Regions from separate parts of the Mus musculus genome. Here region 1 is linked to region 2. A link is a contact called in public capture Hi-C data. All regions are on one chromosome and are shown on one strand. The core of a region is the stretch at or near the end of the contact, and the rest is flanking DNA. Distances in the headings are between cores, read along the strand shown. Region 1 overlaps Gm31615 (a long non-coding RNA gene). Region 2 overlaps Msh2 (mutS homolog 2).

Evidence for each region. Capture Hi-C pulls out chosen DNA fragments and counts their contacts.
Region 1: a contact with region 2 is called in a capture Hi-C map of embryonic stem cells, with 2.1 times the contacts expected there. The contact joins two enhancer-like sites. A contact is called at or near these places in 2 of 484 Hi-C or Micro-C datasets (B cells and pro-B cells), 2 of 115 datasets of contacts at active chromatin or transcription factors (astrocytes and large pre-B cells) and 1 of 9 other capture datasets (embryonic stem cells).

What each region holds. Positions count from the first base shown.
Region 1 is chr17:88,254,600-88,258,664 of GRCm38.p6, forward strand. All of the region lies in intron 3 of Gm31615 (a long non-coding RNA gene), which reads right to left. Among named protein-coding and RNA genes, the nearest start is that of 1700116H05Rik, 51 kb to the right of the region's middle. Within about 2 kb of position 1,667, at least 289 of the 459 cell types and tissues checked have an H3K27ac peak or open chromatin away from gene starts, as enhancers often do. A contact at or near this core is called in embryonic stem cells, where this site is marked.
Region 2 is chr17:87,697,198-87,701,503 of GRCm38.p6, forward strand. All of the region lies in intron 8 of Msh2 (mutS homolog 2), which reads left to right. Among named protein-coding and RNA genes, the nearest start is that of Msh2, 27 kb to the left of the region's middle. Within about 2 kb of position 2,419, at least 45 of the 459 cell types and tissues checked have an H3K27ac peak or open chromatin away from gene starts, as enhancers often do. A contact at or near this core is called in embryonic stem cells, where this site is marked.

The DNA of each region.
Region 1 (4,065 bases), core at 417-2,916, 560 kb after region 2:
CCTGGTCTACAAAGTGAATTCCAGGACAGCAAAGGGCCTGAAACTCTGTCTTGAAACAACCAAATATCTACACATATATAATATAGTTAATTTTTCCTGAATGCCTGTGGTAACAAACAATAAGAGTGATTATCTTGAAAACTATTTGTTGCCCGGTGGTGGTGGCACACGCCTTTAATCCCAGCACTTGGAAGGCAGAGGCAGATGGATTTCTGAGTTTGAGGCCAGCCTGGTCTACAGAATGAGTTCCAGGACAGCCTGGGCTACACAGAGAAACCCTGTCCCGAAAATCCAAACAAAGAAAGAAAGAAAAAGAAAGAAAGAAAGAAAGAAAGAAAGAAAGAAAGAAAGAAAGAGAGCTATTTGTTCTCTAGATCAAAATATATCCATCTTACTAATGTTACTACTTTTTAAAAACAGAGATTCATTATATACATTTTAGCAGAATACAATAAATACTTATTATACTAAGTAACAATAATCACAATAATTCGACTTGTAAAATAAAATACAATTAAGGTGGCCCAGGTGCCCAGTAATGAGTTTGAAGTAATGACTCATAAGTGCGAAGACTTCCCTGACTGGGTTTCTAACGTGATTACAAGTGGGTCATAAAAGTGAGTGTGAGAAACTAGCTTCCCAAACCAGGATCACCATTTACTGGAATCCATGAGTTCAGAGTAAGGCAGTAATCTTCTGGGGAGAAATGACTACTGTTGACTCATTAATCCAATAACTCTGTACTAATTACAGTGCCTCAGTTTCCCTATTTTATGAAGTTGTCACCTGCCTGCCGCTCAGTTGTGTTTGGAAAGTCCAGGGAGATAATAGTGTGTTTTGAAAATAAGGAATACATTATAAATGCTAAATAATAATAACAATAATAACAGGGAGTCTCTAATGACAGGGGTCCTTTAATAATACTCATCGAGTGTAATAGCATCACTAACCAGTAGGAACAAGACAGAGTGCGTTTGTCTTCTTAATCATCAGTTTGTCTCATGGGAAATTGGTAGAGAGAGGACTGGCGCCTCACACCGAGCCCCCACAGGCTTGCCAACCCGGTGACTCCTGCCCTCCAACTAGCACCTGCTTCGTTTCTCTTTAAGAAGGCGAGCGGTGTAACAGAAAGAAGGGGACAGAGGTATCCCAGCTCACATCCTAAGCCCAGAGAACAGGATTATAAAGTTTCAGTCCATAGCTGGTTGTAGAAAGAAAAGAAAAATAGGCTTGAGACCAAAGAGAGCAAAGGGCTTAGGGGGACGAAGGACCAAGGTAGCCACGAGGTGGCGACAATCCAGCTGGAAAGACCCGCTCGGGTGGCATAGATGGTTCGCAACCGAGGAAGGAACTTCCATAGACACAAAGAAGGGGTCTTCGGAACGGGGAAAAGGCATTTTGTCTGCTTCGCCGGCAGCGTATCGGGAGTTAGACATGACGAAGGCGACCTGGAGAAGGAGCGAGCAGCTCTCTTGTCATTCCTTGGGCTTCCACTTCCCAGGACCGCAGCCCTTGGTGTAGGGAGAATTTTGTGCAAAATCACCCGAAAAAGGTTTGACCCCCTCCTGCCGCCCGGAGGCCAGCCAGATGCTTCCCCGCAGCGACATTCCCAGGATTCCAGCCCGGGAGAGGACGATTTTGAGCCCAGCCACAGGCCTTGGGCCAGTATCTGGCTGCAACTGCGGGTCGGACTTAGCTCGGCAAGGCAAACCGGCCAGCTCACCCGGGGGCCGGGTCCTTGGAGCCCCTTGGGATCCGACCTTGGGGGAGGCTGCACCCTGGCTCTGGAAAGTGCAGCGGCCGTAGGGCGTGCCCGTAGCTCGGCTGCACCGGGTGCCTGGGAAAATGTCCGGAGCTGAGCGAGGCCCAGGGGGTAGGGGTGGGGGGTGGGGGTGCTCTGCTAGTTTTCTTTTGTTTCAGTGTGAATGTGAACACAACCACACCCTCGTTTGTGCTGGGCAGGAGGTAGCTGGCTTTGAAACTCCACTATTAGGAAATTTGAAATAGGGTTGTTAGGAAACTCCCTCGCAATTCTTAGGGCCGTCCTGGGCTGCCGAGCTTGGGCTCTAGCTGTCTGCCTGGTGCCATGCCTAGCCTACTGAGGTGCTACAATCTTTGGCCTGCCTAGAAGCCATGGGCGAATCCATGGCCCTCCCGCTTGGACCATGGTCAGCGATCAGGAAATCCGGGCAAGCTACTCACGGGCCCACCCCTCTGGGGTGTGGGGCGGGAGCCCTTGAGGAACACATGCCCCCGCAGGACTGCCTTATTTAAGCCCCACAGCATCATCACCTGCATTTTGCAGATGAGGGAAGCAAGCCTTTGGTACTGAGTAATTTGCCCGAGAATCTCAACTCTTAGAGGGGCTGGGATTTTACACTGGACCTGCATTTTTCTCCGAAGCCCTAGGCTATCTATGCTGCCTCCTACAGCCCCGCCAAGAGCCAACTGGGAGAAATATAAATAGAGCCAGGAATGAGCTTAAATTTTGGCAGGACAACCGAGGTTATTTTGGACTCTTCTTGCCTTTGAATGCAGACTGGAAAACAGCTAGTGTAAGCTCCACCTTCATCAACAAATGTTTTCCGTTTGTGTTTTATACCAGGAAACTAAGCACTGAGGTATCCCAGCGAACAGGACAGATCATATTAGTGTGTGATTGCACGAGTGTTTGGTGAGCTAATTATTAAGCTGTTAACTGAAAAACTGCCAATCTGGGCACTAGAGGGAGACTCCAGGCAGCAGGAGGAAGGGCAGTGTTCTTGCTGTAGGCAATCCCAGTAGGTTTCCCCTAGCAGGGTGGTTGGTTCCAATCAGATCTCTCCAGTGTTCCCAGCCAGTCTGTGTGCGGGTCAGCTGTGTCATAACCAGAGCAGGGCAGCATCCACTTCTCTGCAGCCTGAGCTCAGGTACCAGAGTTCTCCTTAGTGTTCCCTAGTCCTGGCAGGGTAACTGGGCCTCCTTACACCCTTCCTATACCCAGTGTTGCGCTGGTAAGTGTTCCAAAAACAACAACAAAAACAACAACAACAAAAAACAAACAAACTAACCTAACAAAAAGAAAGACCCTTAGTTTGCAATGAGTGGGTGGGAGGTCTCTACGGTAGAGATCACTTTCCCGGGGGTCACTTTGTATCTCTTCAATCTTACAGACAGGTACACAAATGCTACCCACCACACACATACACTGTCCTGTGCCCTATTGAAAAGTTAGTTTGCTTTCTTTCTTTTTTTTTCTTTCTTTTTTTTTTTTTTTTTTGGTTTTTTCGAGAACCTACATAGCCCTGGCTGTCCTGGAACTCACTTTGTAGACCAGGCTGGCCTCGAACTCAGAAATCCACCTGCCACTGCCTCCCGAGTGCTGGGACTGGCTGTTGTTTGTTTTTTAAAGATTTTATTTATTGTTATATGTAAGTACACTGTAGCTGTCTTCAGACACCCCAGAAGAGGGCATCAGATCTCATTATGGATGGTTGTGAGCCACCATGTGGTTGCTAGGATTTGAACTCGGGACCTTTGGAAGAGCAGTCAGTGCTCTTACCCGCTGAGCCATCTCACCAGCCTGTTAGTTTGCTTTCTAGTTTTTTATTTTTCACCACCAGACTTTGAAGTTTCCAAGAATCTTTGGATTTTTTTTTCCTTCAAAATTTCTTCTGACAGAGTTGTTGGATGTTAAGAGACAATGTAAACAACATACTCTGAAAGCTACTTCAAAATCTAGACCAGTAACACAATCCCGGAAATTCCTACCGGAGGTTTGTAAAACTGTAGTGACAGAAGTGGGCCAAGTATTTTGAAGATAGCTCACATAGGTGTCAGCCAGGGTGACCTCAGAGCAGGGTGGAGCCTGTGACTCAGCATGGGAAAAGCAGACATACGAGTGACTTTGAGAGCCAAAGTTATGGTCTAAGTTTTAATCACTGTGCCTAAGAGACCCCCGAAACTAAAAAGCCTCTCATCTGTAGCCCCTCCCTCGCCCAAGGACAGACACTTCCGGAAAAGCCGGCCGCTGCTGGTAATGGGCGATTAACAAGCTCTGCGGAGTTTGTTTGACTCAGCTGCACC
Region 2 (4,306 bases), core at 1,169-3,668:
GAAAAATGAGGACGGCCCTGGAAGCCTTGAGAGAGAACTGTCCGTGTGAGCTGCCCCGAAGCCCTGTGTCAGGGTCCACCCAGGTGAAGGCAAAGAGAAAGTCAATATGCAGGGGGACAGTAAAGAAGGGAGGGGTCCTTTAGGTCCACAATGGTAAAGTAGAAGGCAGAGGAGGAGTATTAGGGAGGAGGGTAGAAGTGTTGGTAACCACAGGGTGGGTTGGAACCACTGCCATATTTAATGTACTGTGTGGTAGGCAGCGGAAGCTCATGTACTGCGCGCGCTGGGAGAGCAGGAGCCCTGTGAGGCCGTCAGTGGGAGTGTCCGAGATAGTGGGTGGGTAATGGCTTGAGACTGCAGCGGTGGTTTTCAGAGACGGGAAACTGGGGTCTGGAGGGAAAGGAATAGGAGGATAAAGACCAGCTGCGGTGGGTAGCAGTCACGGTGTGGAGATATTCCACCCTTGAGAGTTAACTGGATCTGTAGGATAGGGACAGGGGAGTCTGAGGTAGAGATCTGTGAGGCAACTAGGGAAAGAAGATGGGAATCAGGAAAGGTTATGGGGGCCAGGGTGGCTTCAAAGTAGCTACGGATTTCATGGCGGAGTAAAGGAACCAGGCAGACAGGCATGACCAGAAACACTTGAGAAGAATCACCCTACAAGAAGGCAGGGAAGAAGAGGTGTACAGGAGGGGGTTCCATCTATGTGGGGAAGAACAGGGTCTTAGGTGTACAGGAGGGGGGTTTCCATTTGCCCCCCCCCCCGAAGTTGGTGATAATACTGTAGCATTGTCCTTGGCTTGGCAGGGTCACCGAGTCTGGGAGCCTATGCTAGTGGGGCTGGGCCTCTCTGTGACTGGGCACAGAAGATGAGCCCACATGGGGGCATACAGACTTCTGATGGCCAGGCTGCCAGGGGGTTGGGCGTGACTTCCTGGGCTACTGAGGGTTGCCGCAGGTGGGGTAGCCTTCTGCTGTAGCCAAGCCTGTCAGGAAACTGCCACCTCCTCTCTTGCTTTTATAGACTTTTTTTGTTTTTTGTTTTGTGGTTTTTCGAGACAGGGTTTCTCTATATAGCTCTGGCTGTCCTGGAGCTCACTCTGTAGACCAGGCTGTCCTCGAACTCAGAAATCCACCTGCCTCTGCCTCCCGAGTGCTGGGATTAAAGGCGTACGTGCGCCACCACGCCCGGCTTTTTTTTTTTTCCTTTGCTTTGCTTTTAAAGGCTTTAGAAGCCATTTTCATCAGCGTCTGTACTGGGGTTTGAGAACCATCCTCTTCCTTCTTTAGTTTCTTTCCAACTCTGTGGTTAGGACTTGTAGAAGTTAGGTTTGGTTCGACTGCTTCCTCCCATGCTCCCAGAAATAAGACTCAGACTCAAAATATATTTACAAATACCTTGGCTCTTCTCTGACTAGATCATAACGTAGATAACCCAGTTATTTTAACCTACATTCTGCCACATGGCTGGTTACCTGTGCTCAGGTACTATGCATATGTCTTGTTCCATCTTCCCCGCGGGAATCTTCCCGTGCCTGGCTCTGTACCAGAATTCTCTGTGCCTCCCAGATAGCCCGCTTCCCATTTCCTGCCTAAGCCATAGGCTTTTTAAATTGACAGGTGATGTGTCTATACAGTACCGAAAATATTCTCTCTGCAATGACAGAAATAAAATGGGTAGCGAGGACCGTGGCCTCTGCTGTGGAGGCTGAGTCCAGGCAGGTACTGCATCGTGGCGGAATTTTCGTCAGCTTGCTGCGTAATTTCATGGAACTTACCAAAGTCAACTTTAGTTGACTCTTGTCTAACTCCATTCCCTGAAGGAGGCAATAGGTCATAAGCTCCCTCCTCTGGTGGCCACCTTAACCCGGCTGGTAATCCCAGTTGGGTTCTTTAGCTGACCTTGGCTTGTCACCCACTAGGGACTGTTTTGTCCACTGGGTCTACTCTGCATACTTCCTGCCAGACGCCCGAACCTACCCGGGAATGAGAGTGGAACCCCGTGTAATGTACAGGTCAGAGGTCAGAGGCCTGGCAAAGGTAGTGGAACTCTTTACTCTAGATGGATAGGTTGGCAGGGAAGGAGCCTCACCACCTTTCAGTCTGGGTGAGGTGGTGTAGGGAGAAAGGAACGGGAATTGGAGCAAGTCCCTCAGCCCTTGCCACCTCTTGGAGTGGGCAGAGGAGGGCGGAGTCTGCCAGAGTGCTGTAAGCAGCCACAGGGGAGGAGAATTCAGGCGGGGCAGACTAGGGTGTGGGTTTCGGGGTCATAGAAGGGGAGGGGGCAGAGTCGGCACGGAGGAGGGAAGAGGATGGGGAGAAGGTTGAGAAAGGGGAGGTGGCAAGTTAGAAGGGGAGCAGTGGGAGGGGAGGAGAGGGCGGGGAAGCCAGTGACTCAGGCAGCTCAGTCCTGGTGGATGACTCAGGGTCCAGGTCCCCGGGTAAAAGGCCAGCGAGACGGGATGTCAAGCACTGGACACAGAAGTGCAACTCCCCAAAAACTTGAACAGTCGGGAGCTCACACCCTATGCAGACATTTTCAAGGTCATGGAGAGTATTAAAGTTTACAGAGTGCCTTCTGGTGGCCATTTAGATTGGTTATCTAGAGCATACTGAGATCAGGCCACAGAGCAAAGAGCCAGATGTGTTAGCCAGGTTCTGAGGTGGACCCAATTTAGCTAAATTTCTCAGCAGACAGTTTGGGGATTGATTTTAGATCTGGCAGTGCCCATTGTCCAGTCTTTGCTGGTTGGCTTATTTCTTGAGTGGAGAAAACCGCTTGATGGCAAATGGCAGGGCTCAGGATGTTGGCTCAACTGCTACCGGTAGCCATTCTAGAGCCAGAAAGGTTAAGGGGATTAGCTCTTGGCCGGTCATACTAACTTGAGTGGCAAGGGATAGCCAGTAAGTCCATCCCTAGAGACCTTCACGGCCAGGCTTCTAGACGACTCTGGGAGCTGACCCCGTGAGGCCAGGCCATGCCCCCCTCCCTCTGCTGGGGCTTTGCCCTCTTGGGTGGGGTTTTTCCTCCCATTGCATTCTTTATGTGAGGTGTGTTGTGCAGTGTGACTTGGTGGTGTTCTGTGGCTCCCTATTGCCGGAACCTTTGCATCCAATCCGTAACACGCACGTCAGCACCCTCCAGAAGGAGGAGGGGCCTTCAGGGTGAGCACTGCAGGCTGGGGAGGGCTGCTGTGGCCAGTAGCAGTTACTCCTCAGTTACTGCAACTGGGGACACTCACAGTTTATAGTGTAGAACGGTCTTAAATAGTCACAGTCCTAATTAAAGGCTGCACTCCTGGGGGCAGACCTAGGCAGGCCTCTAGCCGTATCTCAGGTTATAAGGCAAGTTCAAATCACCGTCATCGTCGCAGAGATTTGTAGTGGATTTAGACATCCAGATTACATTTTTAGAACTACTTTCAGAAATTCTCCAGGGACTCTCAGTTGTTGATGTCTAATCTTTGAAAGCCTGGTTGTGCTCCAGCTGTGCTTAGGAGTTCACGTGATGGAGGGTCTCATTTACACAGTGGCATGCTTCCTGTGCCCTTCCCTCACACCACCCCCCAAGTAAGTGTTTCTGTGGCTGCTTTCCATAAGTCCTCTCTTTTTTTCTTTTTCCTATTTTAGAAATGTAGATCAAAACTATCCTAAGCCAAAATTCCAAAAAGGCATTGATTTAAAAAAAAAAAAAAAAACTAAACAGTTTCCTTTGTGTTTCAGTGAATTATATTAATTTTTAAAGATTTTTGGACAGTTTCATATGTTTATACCATTATTTTGAACATATCCAATGCATTTCTTTCCACTTCTCCTCCGTGATGGTTTGAATATGCTTGGCCCATGGGAAGTGGCACTATTAGGAGGTATGGCTGTGTTGGAGGAAGTGTGTCACTGTGTAGGTGAGCTTTGAGGGCTCCTGGTACTCACACTCTGCCCAGTGTGGAAGAAGTCAGTCCTGGTCATCTCCTGGCTGCCTTCAGATCAAGATGTAGAACTCTCAGCTCCTTCTCCAGCACCATGTTTGCCTGGACACTGCCGTGCTTCCTGCCATGATATTAGTGGACTGAAGCTCTGAAGCTGTAAGCCAGCCCCGGTTAAATGTTGTCCTTATGAGTTGCCTTGGACATGGCGTCTATTCGTCGCAATGGAAATGTAACTAAGACACCCTTGGTCTTCATTGTCATGTTTTCCTTTTTTCCTTTCCATCCTTTTTTAATTCACTTCTATTTCATGTGCATTGGTGTTTTGCCTGCATGTGTGTCTGTGTGAAGGTGTCAGATCCTCTAGAACTGGAATTTCAGAC